Regions from separate parts of the Muntiacus reevesi genome. Here region 1 is linked to region 2. Evidence: chromatin contacts called from public Hi-C data. All regions are on one chromosome and are shown on one strand. The core of a region is the stretch at or near the end of the contact, and the rest is flanking DNA. Distances in the headings are between cores, read along the strand shown.

Region 1 (4,393 bases), core at 757-3,256, 970 kb after region 2:
CTGGTTTAAGTGTTTATTACTTTGAAAAGATAAAAAAAATACAAATACTGAAACAATAATGAAGACTGGCCCTCATGACAAAATTGTCTTTATGTTGTATTTTAAATTACGCTATTTAGTCTCTTAAGTCAGGTCCAACTCTCTCGTCACCCCATGGGCTGGAGCCCCCCAGGCTCCTCTGTCCATGAGACTTCTCAGGCAAAAAGACTGAAATGAGTTGCCATTTCCTTCTCTAGGGGCTCTTCCCCACCCAGGGATCAAACCTTCGTCTCTTGCACTGGGAGGCAGATTCTCTACGACTGAGCCACCAGGGAAGCCCCATATCCTAAATTACAGGAAGGAGTTACAAAAGAAATACATTGCTTAATTTTTAGTTTGTTACTGAACAATACTGTGATCATACAGAAAACATTCATAATTTAAGCTGCACATTTCTCTGCAGACAATTATCAACTTATGTCCCTCACAGGAACAGTTAACACATACTGTGGAATACACATTTAAAATAATTCATCTACTTGTGATTCTGCATGATTAACTACATGTAGAGATGAGGGTACACATTACTAGCCAAACGCATGTAACATATCATACCTCTGAATTCAGGTGTGAAATGAAGAGTCTGAAGAAGGGAATTGAGGTAACAGGTTCCACCCTGATTTCTGATTCCACTTAAATTGGTGAATTCTCTAGGAGCAGGTGGCTCCAAAGCTTTGGTCTTTAATTTCTTCCCTTTTCCATAATGATTATTTGACACACTGGAATAATCTTCTTCAAATAGGTCCCCAAACATTGTGAAACTAAATACTACCCTTAAAAAAATATGACATGTTATATAAGTGCCTTTATTTTTAAAACAGAATTTTTCCACATCTCCCCCTTGGGAGTATTTTAAGTTGCTCCTTAAGAAGTCTGGGCTTTGGAGGCAGCAAGACCTGAATTTTTTTCATCCCTGTTCCACACTACCTGTGTGACCTTGGGCGAGTTCCTTAACCTGCGTTCCATGTAAAAATTGAATACCAACTGTCATCCAGGGTCACTTTTAAAAAACCAAATAATGAAAGAGAGGCATTTAGTCTACAGGGTTTAGCCCATAATAAATGACAGCTTTTTTTTTTTTTAAGCCATACGGATATCACTAATGAAAAAAGAAAAAAACCCCATCAATACACCTAATCCGCTGAGGTGGCAAAGTCAATCCTAGATTCTAAGCCTTGACAAGAGCCTGGGGACCGTGAATCACTTCCCCAAATCTCTGCTTCTCACACTCCTTGTACCAGATTGTGACAGCTAAAAAAGTTAAACAGAACAAACTAATCCGTACAGGAATTTAATACCGGCCCCAAAGCTGGAGAGCCCGGAGTTTCACTGGTGGAAAAAAATAGCCATTTAAGTCGTCGGGCCTCAAAGTCTCACAATATTTATCCAGTGATCCCGACATTAGCTCCTGGGACGTCAAGCATCAGCTCAAGGTCTCCCTCACATCGATTGTGGAGAAGGGTTCTTTGGGAGATGAGAAACGCAAAGGGCCTAGCCCAGTACCTAAGTGACAGGAAACGCTGAAGTAAAATTATTTTTCTTTTCAATCCGTTCCTCAGAAAAAAATCACAAAAAATTGGAACGTGAAAGTGTGGCCTCGAGCGCGTGGTCTGAATTCTGGTCTCCCCCACGCCACGGCCGAGGCCAGGCCCTCAAGTCCTTCCAAGCCACCACGGTGCCTACGGGCGCGAGAAGGAAGCGGTCCCCGCGGCGGGGAACCGCAGACCCCCCACGCCAGGAGGACGCCGCATCTCGGGGCCGGCCCGAGCAGCCTCTCGCCTAGCCCGCCTCAGGCAGTGCTGCCCACACAGTCCCTACGCCCGCTTCGTCCCTCCCGAGAACCCCGGCCGCCGACCCCACTTACAGCCTAAAGCCCAGACCCCCGCCCCGGACAAAATTCGAAGCAAAAGGACGCGCCGCAACGGGGCGCCGCCATGATGGCGTATGCAGCTCTCCCGCCGCTCCGTGCGTGAGCTATTTATGGAACGCGCGGACTACTTCTCCCAGGATGCCCTGCGGGACTGCTGGCCTGCCGCGCAGGATCTCATGGGTAATGTAGTTCTTTTGCTCCGAGATTTCGGACATCTGATACGGTGGACGGTGCTCGCTTCTAGTCTACTGGCACGTTCGGGGATTCTCTGGATCAGGCGGCCACTCATTCATTCAGTTTTTTTTTTTTTCATTCAGTTTTTTAAAGTTTGTATTTATTGCTATTCGCAATTCATATTAGTTAGAGAATACAAAGATCGCTTGTCTTTTGGCTTGGCTAATGGCAGGTTACTTCAACCTTGGAAATATTTGTGTAGAGCTTTAAGGGTGCCGTATACTTTCAAAGACATTTTACAAAGTGTATCTCCAGTGAAAAGTGTTCCACATAACTTTGATCCTTTATAACGTCCTCAGTATTTGTTTTGTCTGCACCAACTCTCATACGCAAGAAAAGAAAGAGGAAAGTGTTAGTCGCTCCGTCGTGTCCAACTTTTGTGTCGGACTCTGCCTGCCTATGGGCTGCAGCCCGACAGGCTCCTCTGTCCATAGGATTCTCCAGGCAAGAATACCGGAGTGGGTTACCATTCCCCTCTCCAGGGGATCTTCCCAACCCAGGGATGGAACCCGGGTCTCCTGCATTGTGGGCAGATTCTTTACTATCTGAGCCACCAGGGAAGACCCTCATACCCAAAGGTACACTAAAAATAACTCAAAATCATGCTCTTTTGCCCGCTTGAGCACGTTTGTTGGGCTCTTTGGGTAGTTTTTTTTGGCTCTTCTGGCATCTCTCCTGTCCCATCCAGTTTCCATCCAAGAACGAATGAGGCCGAAGGGAAGAAAATCATTTTGACTTAAGCTAAAGGTTTCAGAGATTGAGAACAGCAATAGTGATAGACAAAGTCGAAAGGCAGAAGTCAAAGTGAATGCCAGCCTGAGGGGTTTGTGTTTGGAACACAGGAGGGACAGTTCTGTGGTTGCAATGTTCAGGATTGTCAGGAGGAAAAGCACTGGAGGCCAGGGACCAGCCAGCAGGCTGAAGGTCTAGGTCAGGAAACCACAGTGGGAATTGCTGGTTTTCAGGGTCTCATTTCTCTTGGCAGCCTCCTCTTCGTGACTCTCCTCCCTGGCTCTGAGGCAGTCTATCCTGCCATTTCCCTTACTGCCTTTTGATCACTTCTTTGCCTTCTGTGCTTCAATTCCCTCTTCCTCAAATTTGAGTAAATATTCCTCAAATTTCCATTCTCAGATCAAGAATGAGCCCTGGAAGATTAGCTCCTGAGGATACAAGCTCACCCTTGTGCCCAGCTCTATCCCTGCCATCTCAACAGTGACTGGGTCAGTACAGGATCTTAATAGATATGCGTTGAATGAATGAATGGTTTATTAACACCACTGTTGTTCCCAGGTCTTGGAGCTGTATTTGAAACTTCATCTTTTTCACATGAAGCAAATCATTTGTGACTCAGAGTATTGCCTGGGCAATGCTTGTTCCATGGTTCCCTCTCTTCCTGTCAGATCCTTTATCATTATAAGTCTCATCCACTTTAGGATGACAACCTTTTAGGGTGGACTGCCACTTTATCCAGCCCATCCTGCGAGTCACTATGAGATCTGTCTGAAACTTGCCCCAAGCTTATGTTTCTTTACCGAGGAGGCTTTGGTGATTCCTTGGTATCTACTGCAGAAACTCCTCCATGGTCCAAACACTCTTCATACTGTATTTCTTATGACTCAACTATTCTCCAGTTAAAGTGCTTCCAAATATACCATATGCCTTCGTGCTTCTGTGACCTGAATCGTGTCCTCACTGCAAGGGACATCCACCCCCCCCCCCCCCAGATCCTTGTCACTCCGTTCATTATAAAGTGAAAACTAAAAGTGAAAGTTGCTCAGAGTCAGTATTGTCTGACTCTTTGCGACTGTATGGACTATACAGTCTGTGGAATTCTCCAGGCTAGAACACTGGAGAAGGTAACCTTTCTCTTCTCCAGGGAATCTTACCAACCCAGAGACTGAACCCAGGTCTTCCTCATTGCAGGAGGATTCTTTATCAGCTGAGCTACCGGGAAATCCCTCCTTCATTATAAGTCCATCTCAAACTCTAAATCATCCATCTGAAATTTCCATCTTAAAATTTTCAGAGCTCTCTAAACAACGTATGACCTTCTCTTTCATCCAGGCTTCAGGATGATACGCTCCTCTCTTGTAACCCATGTCTCTAACAAAGTCAGATACGCTCTTTCTGTCAGTATCTCCAAGATGGAGATTGATCCCAATCTGCCCTGTAGCCCCTGCAGCAGTCCACACTAAAAATATTAGTTGTGTTTTCATTAATAACACTAACATATGGAGATCAAACCAGTCA
Region 2 (4,427 bases), core at 468-2,967:
CCAGTCTCCTGGGAAAGGCCAAGACTAGTCTGTGACCTCCAAAGAGAAAGAAACTGGGAGTTCCCAAAGGCTATCAAGTTCACTTGGCTGACTGTCCAGGCTACTGCTTAGAGCAGCCCAAGCCTACACTTAAGGACTTAAACCAGGGACAGCAAACAGGTTTCATTTAAAGCACCAACTACAGTCAACTGTGCTAAGGACTCTGCATCCCATGATCCCATGTGAACATGTACTGTGATCAATAAGTTGCGACCGCCAGACACAGGAGGGGGCGAAGGAGCACACATTATGGGCATTTGCCACGTCTGGTTTAAAGTCCTGTTGGCACTGAACCAGCTGACAGCAAAGACAACCCTGACAGGATACTAAAGCTCACAGCCCTAGAAATCCACTAGAAGTAGCAGTCTTCAAGCCTGGTACAGCAATGCTCACCCTGGACAGTCTTTATTCACATATTCATCAAGCATTTACTGATTTACTTGATTTTAATATATTAAGTACTTACTACTCTGGGCTGGGCAATGGGGAAATGGAGGTGATGCAGAAAGTGTTCCTGTCCTGAAGATACTCACAGTATAGTGGAAGCAACAACAACAATAGAAAAATCACAGACAATTATGATCAAATGTGGTAAATGCAATAAAAGAGGTCTGTGGGAGCTGGGGTGTGGGGGTGACTTAAATGAAGAAAGTAACCTTTGATTTGGTTCTAGAAAAAAGAAAAAAAGACTGAGTCTCTGAGCAGAGATTGGGGGGAACGTGTATTCTGAGCAGAGAGAACAGCATGTATAATGGTGGAAAATCAAACAGCCTCCCCAAGATATGGCGATAACCTTGCCAGCACAAAGACTAGGATGGAAAAGGAGTTCATGAAGGGTCTTGAATGTCAGGCTAAATTATCTGGACTTAATTCCATAGGTGATGGGAGTTAATGAAGGTTTTTAAGTAGAAGGCCTAATCTGATCTGTGGGTTCAACAGATCACAGCAGCCACAACATGTCTGTCCAACCTGTGAAGGTGACAAAGTGTAGGTTTCAACAAAATCCCTGATAAGGAAATACTCAACATACATTAACGAAATTAAAAGATCTGAAGATCCCTGGATGTGGAAGAATGCAAGGGGAATCAGAGGGCACCTGGGTAAAGAGGATGTTGGTACATTTACTTCCATCAGGCAGAAGGAAAGAAGTGCAGGTTGAGCGCAGAACACAAGAGCCCACCCTCTGGGTTCCAGAGGTCATGACCATTAGAGAAAGTGTATGCGGGTATCAAATGTTTGTTTTAGATGAGCAGGTAGAGGCTCGAACACTCTCTTTAAGGTCAGGCTTCAAGCTCAGGCCCTTTTCCCTCACTTCTTGCCACGGCCCCAGAACCCTCTCTTCTTCCCTATGAGGTCTCTAGACCCTTCCACCTTCAGAACCTCTTCCGATCCTCCTCAACTACAGAGCTTTCTAAGAATCTCATCACTGCAAGGGCCTTCTACCTACCTCCTCATCCCCGACCCCTCTATGACCCTTTCCATCTCCGGACGCTTCATCCTCTGACCGTCCCTCACTCCCCAGCCCACATAAAAGCTTCTTTCTCCCGTCTCACCTTCCCCGACCCCCTATGATAACCACCACGTCCTAAGTCTCCTCCAGCCCAGAGCCTTGAGTCTCAGCTGCCCTCGCCCAGCCACCCGGACTCACCCACCGAGACACCCACTTCACAACAGGGCGGAAGTGCTCCAGGACTCGCGCAGGGAATGCTGGGACGCGGAGTCCGAACCGCGCCACCCCGTGAATGGCGCGTCTGTGACTACAACTCCCAGAAGGAACCGCGTGAGCGCAAGCGTGTGGCCCCGCCCCCTCCTCGTTTGCGGTCTTGCAGGTGTTGTCAGCCAATAGATGCACCATCTCCTCCGTGTCCCCGGCACCAGAACAAATCGAAAGAAATTATTACGCATGGGGGCGGGGCCTGCTGTGATCCCGGTCCTTTCCACAGGCTCTGGAATAACGGCACCGCCCAGGGGGCGGGCATTCAAGTCGAAGGGGCGGAGTCTCTTGAAGCGCGGAGCAAGATTCGGAGGCCGGGGGTAGATCAAAGCAGAAACAATAAGAAATAAGGAGAGAGGGTGACTAGAGGTGACGCACCTGGAGGGCGGGAGAGAGTTGGACAATAGTAGGTTCAATTTCCAGTTCACAGTTAAGCTGCGTAACTTTGGATCAATGGTGAATCTCGCTTTCTTCACCTGTGAAGTGAAGATAATAATCGCATCCGTGTCGCTGGGTTTTTGTGAGACTTACTGGAATAATACACATAAAACGATTAACTCAGAACCGGGGTCTTAATAATACACAGGGAATATTAGCTATTATCATGTAAATAGTAGGGAGCTTGGCACTTCCTGCGTGCTGGAAGAATGTTAATCGTTATTAGAGTATTAATCACCAGAATAATTTTAATATAAATGCAGTTGCTTTGTTCCGTTATGAATACTTTGGAGTAAGAGCAATCTAACATGGGTTTGAGAATGTGAGTTTTGTAGTCAGACAAGGATCCAAATTCCAGCCCAGTGACTTCACAGCTATGTGGCCTTGAACAAATGACTGCGTCTCTTTTGGCTTAAGTTTTTTGGTAGGTAAAATGCAAGTGATAGAACTTACATTGCAGGGTATTGTGAAGATATATGAGATAATGCAGGGAAAGCAAGGTTTCTGAAGTCAAACTGCTTGTGTCTGACATTTCGTACTTTCATATGCAGGATGTAGTTGGTTTCACTAATTGTGAAACCTGGGGCAAATTACTTAACCTCTTTATGCCTCAGTTTTCTTAGCTATAAAATTGGAATTACAATAATGTCATCTACCTGCTAGGAATAAATGGGGAAAATATGTAAAGGGCCTGTCACATCTGGCAAAGGAGTTTAATAATAACTGCATGCGTGCTACCTGACTTCAGTCGTACCTGTTTCTTTGAGACCCCATGTACTGTAGCCCACCAGGCTCCTCTGTCCATGGAATTCTCCAGGCAAGAATACTGGAGTGGGTTGCCATGCTGTCTTCCAGGGGATCTTCCTGAACCAGGGACTGAACCCACATCTCTTACATCTCCTGCATTGGCAGACAAGTTCTTTACTACTAGCGCTGAGGTAGGAGATAGACAATCTCCAGGTTGGACATTTACGATTAGCCAGCCTACTCTTTGCATTTCCAGAGGTAAGAAATAGGCGGGATCCAGTTGAGAAATTTACAAGCAGCCCCCCATTTGCTCTTGGAAATGGAAGCAACAGCAGAAACAGGATGAAGAGCCAGTCTATCCCTTGTTAACACCTCAAGGGAATAATCATGGCAAGGAGGAAGAGAGGCAAAGACCCTTCCGAGTAAAAGATAAGGGAGACACTACACAAGTGCAGAAAAGATCCTTGGAGTCAGAAGTCAGAGGACTTTTCCAGGACTCATTCCAAGCCACAATGAGCCTTGCTCCTGCCAGAAGCCTTCACTTCGAGATCCATCTTGGCTGATGGGTGCATCAGCTGTAGAAAAAGAAACCAGATGACTGGCCTGAAGGAGGACAAAGACCCAGAAGAACTGCCTTATATAAATGACTTAACCACCTCTTTAAGGCGCTCCTCCTCACTAGGGGGAACGCCCACACCCTTACTCTCTGGGTGTGCATCTCTGCCTTGCTTCTATCTCAACTAAACAAACTGTTTCTCTATGTGCTCTCCCACATGTTCTGCTATGTCTCTGATACTAAACTTTGTACCTGCATTTACAGTGTCTGCCTCCGTGATAAATGCATTTTTCACTGGAGGCAAATGTCCAGGCAAGATTAGCTTCTAGCCTCTAGCCCTTGCTAGGCTAGGATTCCTAGTTTTCATCCAGGCTACCCAGGTTCATTCCTGGGCAGGGAATTAAAATCTCACTTCATGCCCCTGTTCTTTGCTGTCTCGCTGAGATAAGCACCACCTGGGAAGCCCTAATAATAATTAGCTATTATTATTTTTACTGATAGTTATGAGACTAAGGGGAAATCGACAGTACATGGCATATGGCATGTGCTCAACACGTTAGTGGTTTTTTAAATTATGAAAAAATCTATATTTGAATTTTAAGGACCCAGTTCAAAGCTCTTCTCCTCTGTGAAATGTGTTTCAGCCCATTTATAGTAATAATTCATGTGATTTTACTCAGTGAATCTAATAGCAACCTACAAGCACTCCTTGCTGTTGAAACCTCACCACAACCCTGAGAGGTGGGTTTTATTCCAATTTAAAAGGAGGAAATGAGGGCTTAGACAGATGATGTGATCTGCTCAAGATAGCTAACACAAGCTGGGATTTGATCTTCAGGGCACTTAACTCCAAAGGTTTCTTCTCGGCCCCACACTGCATAGGAAAGTTGAGTGAGGAGAAAGACAGTGAAGCAGTGTGAGGGGCTAGGAGAG

The links. A called contact is a pair of places that touch in the nucleus more often than the background predicts.
Region 1: a contact with region 2 is called in a Hi-C map of muscle, with 6 times the contacts expected there. The contact joins the promoter of USP40 here to the promoter of ZSCAN20 in region 2. A contact is called at or near these places in 2 of 3 Hi-C or Micro-C datasets (blood and muscle).

What each region holds. Positions count from the first base shown.
Region 1 is chr1:171,712,152-171,716,544 of mMunRee1.1, forward strand. USP40 (ubiquitin specific peptidase 40) reads right to left here and starts at 2,007. Exons shown (of 33, transcript XR_010660511.1): 1 at 1,904-2,007; 2 at 595-812.
Region 2 is chr1:170,744,511-170,748,937 of mMunRee1.1, forward strand. It overlaps ZSCAN20 (zinc finger and SCAN domain containing 20), which reads right to left and starts at 1,718. Exons shown (of 10, transcript XR_010660508.1): 1 at 1,688-1,718.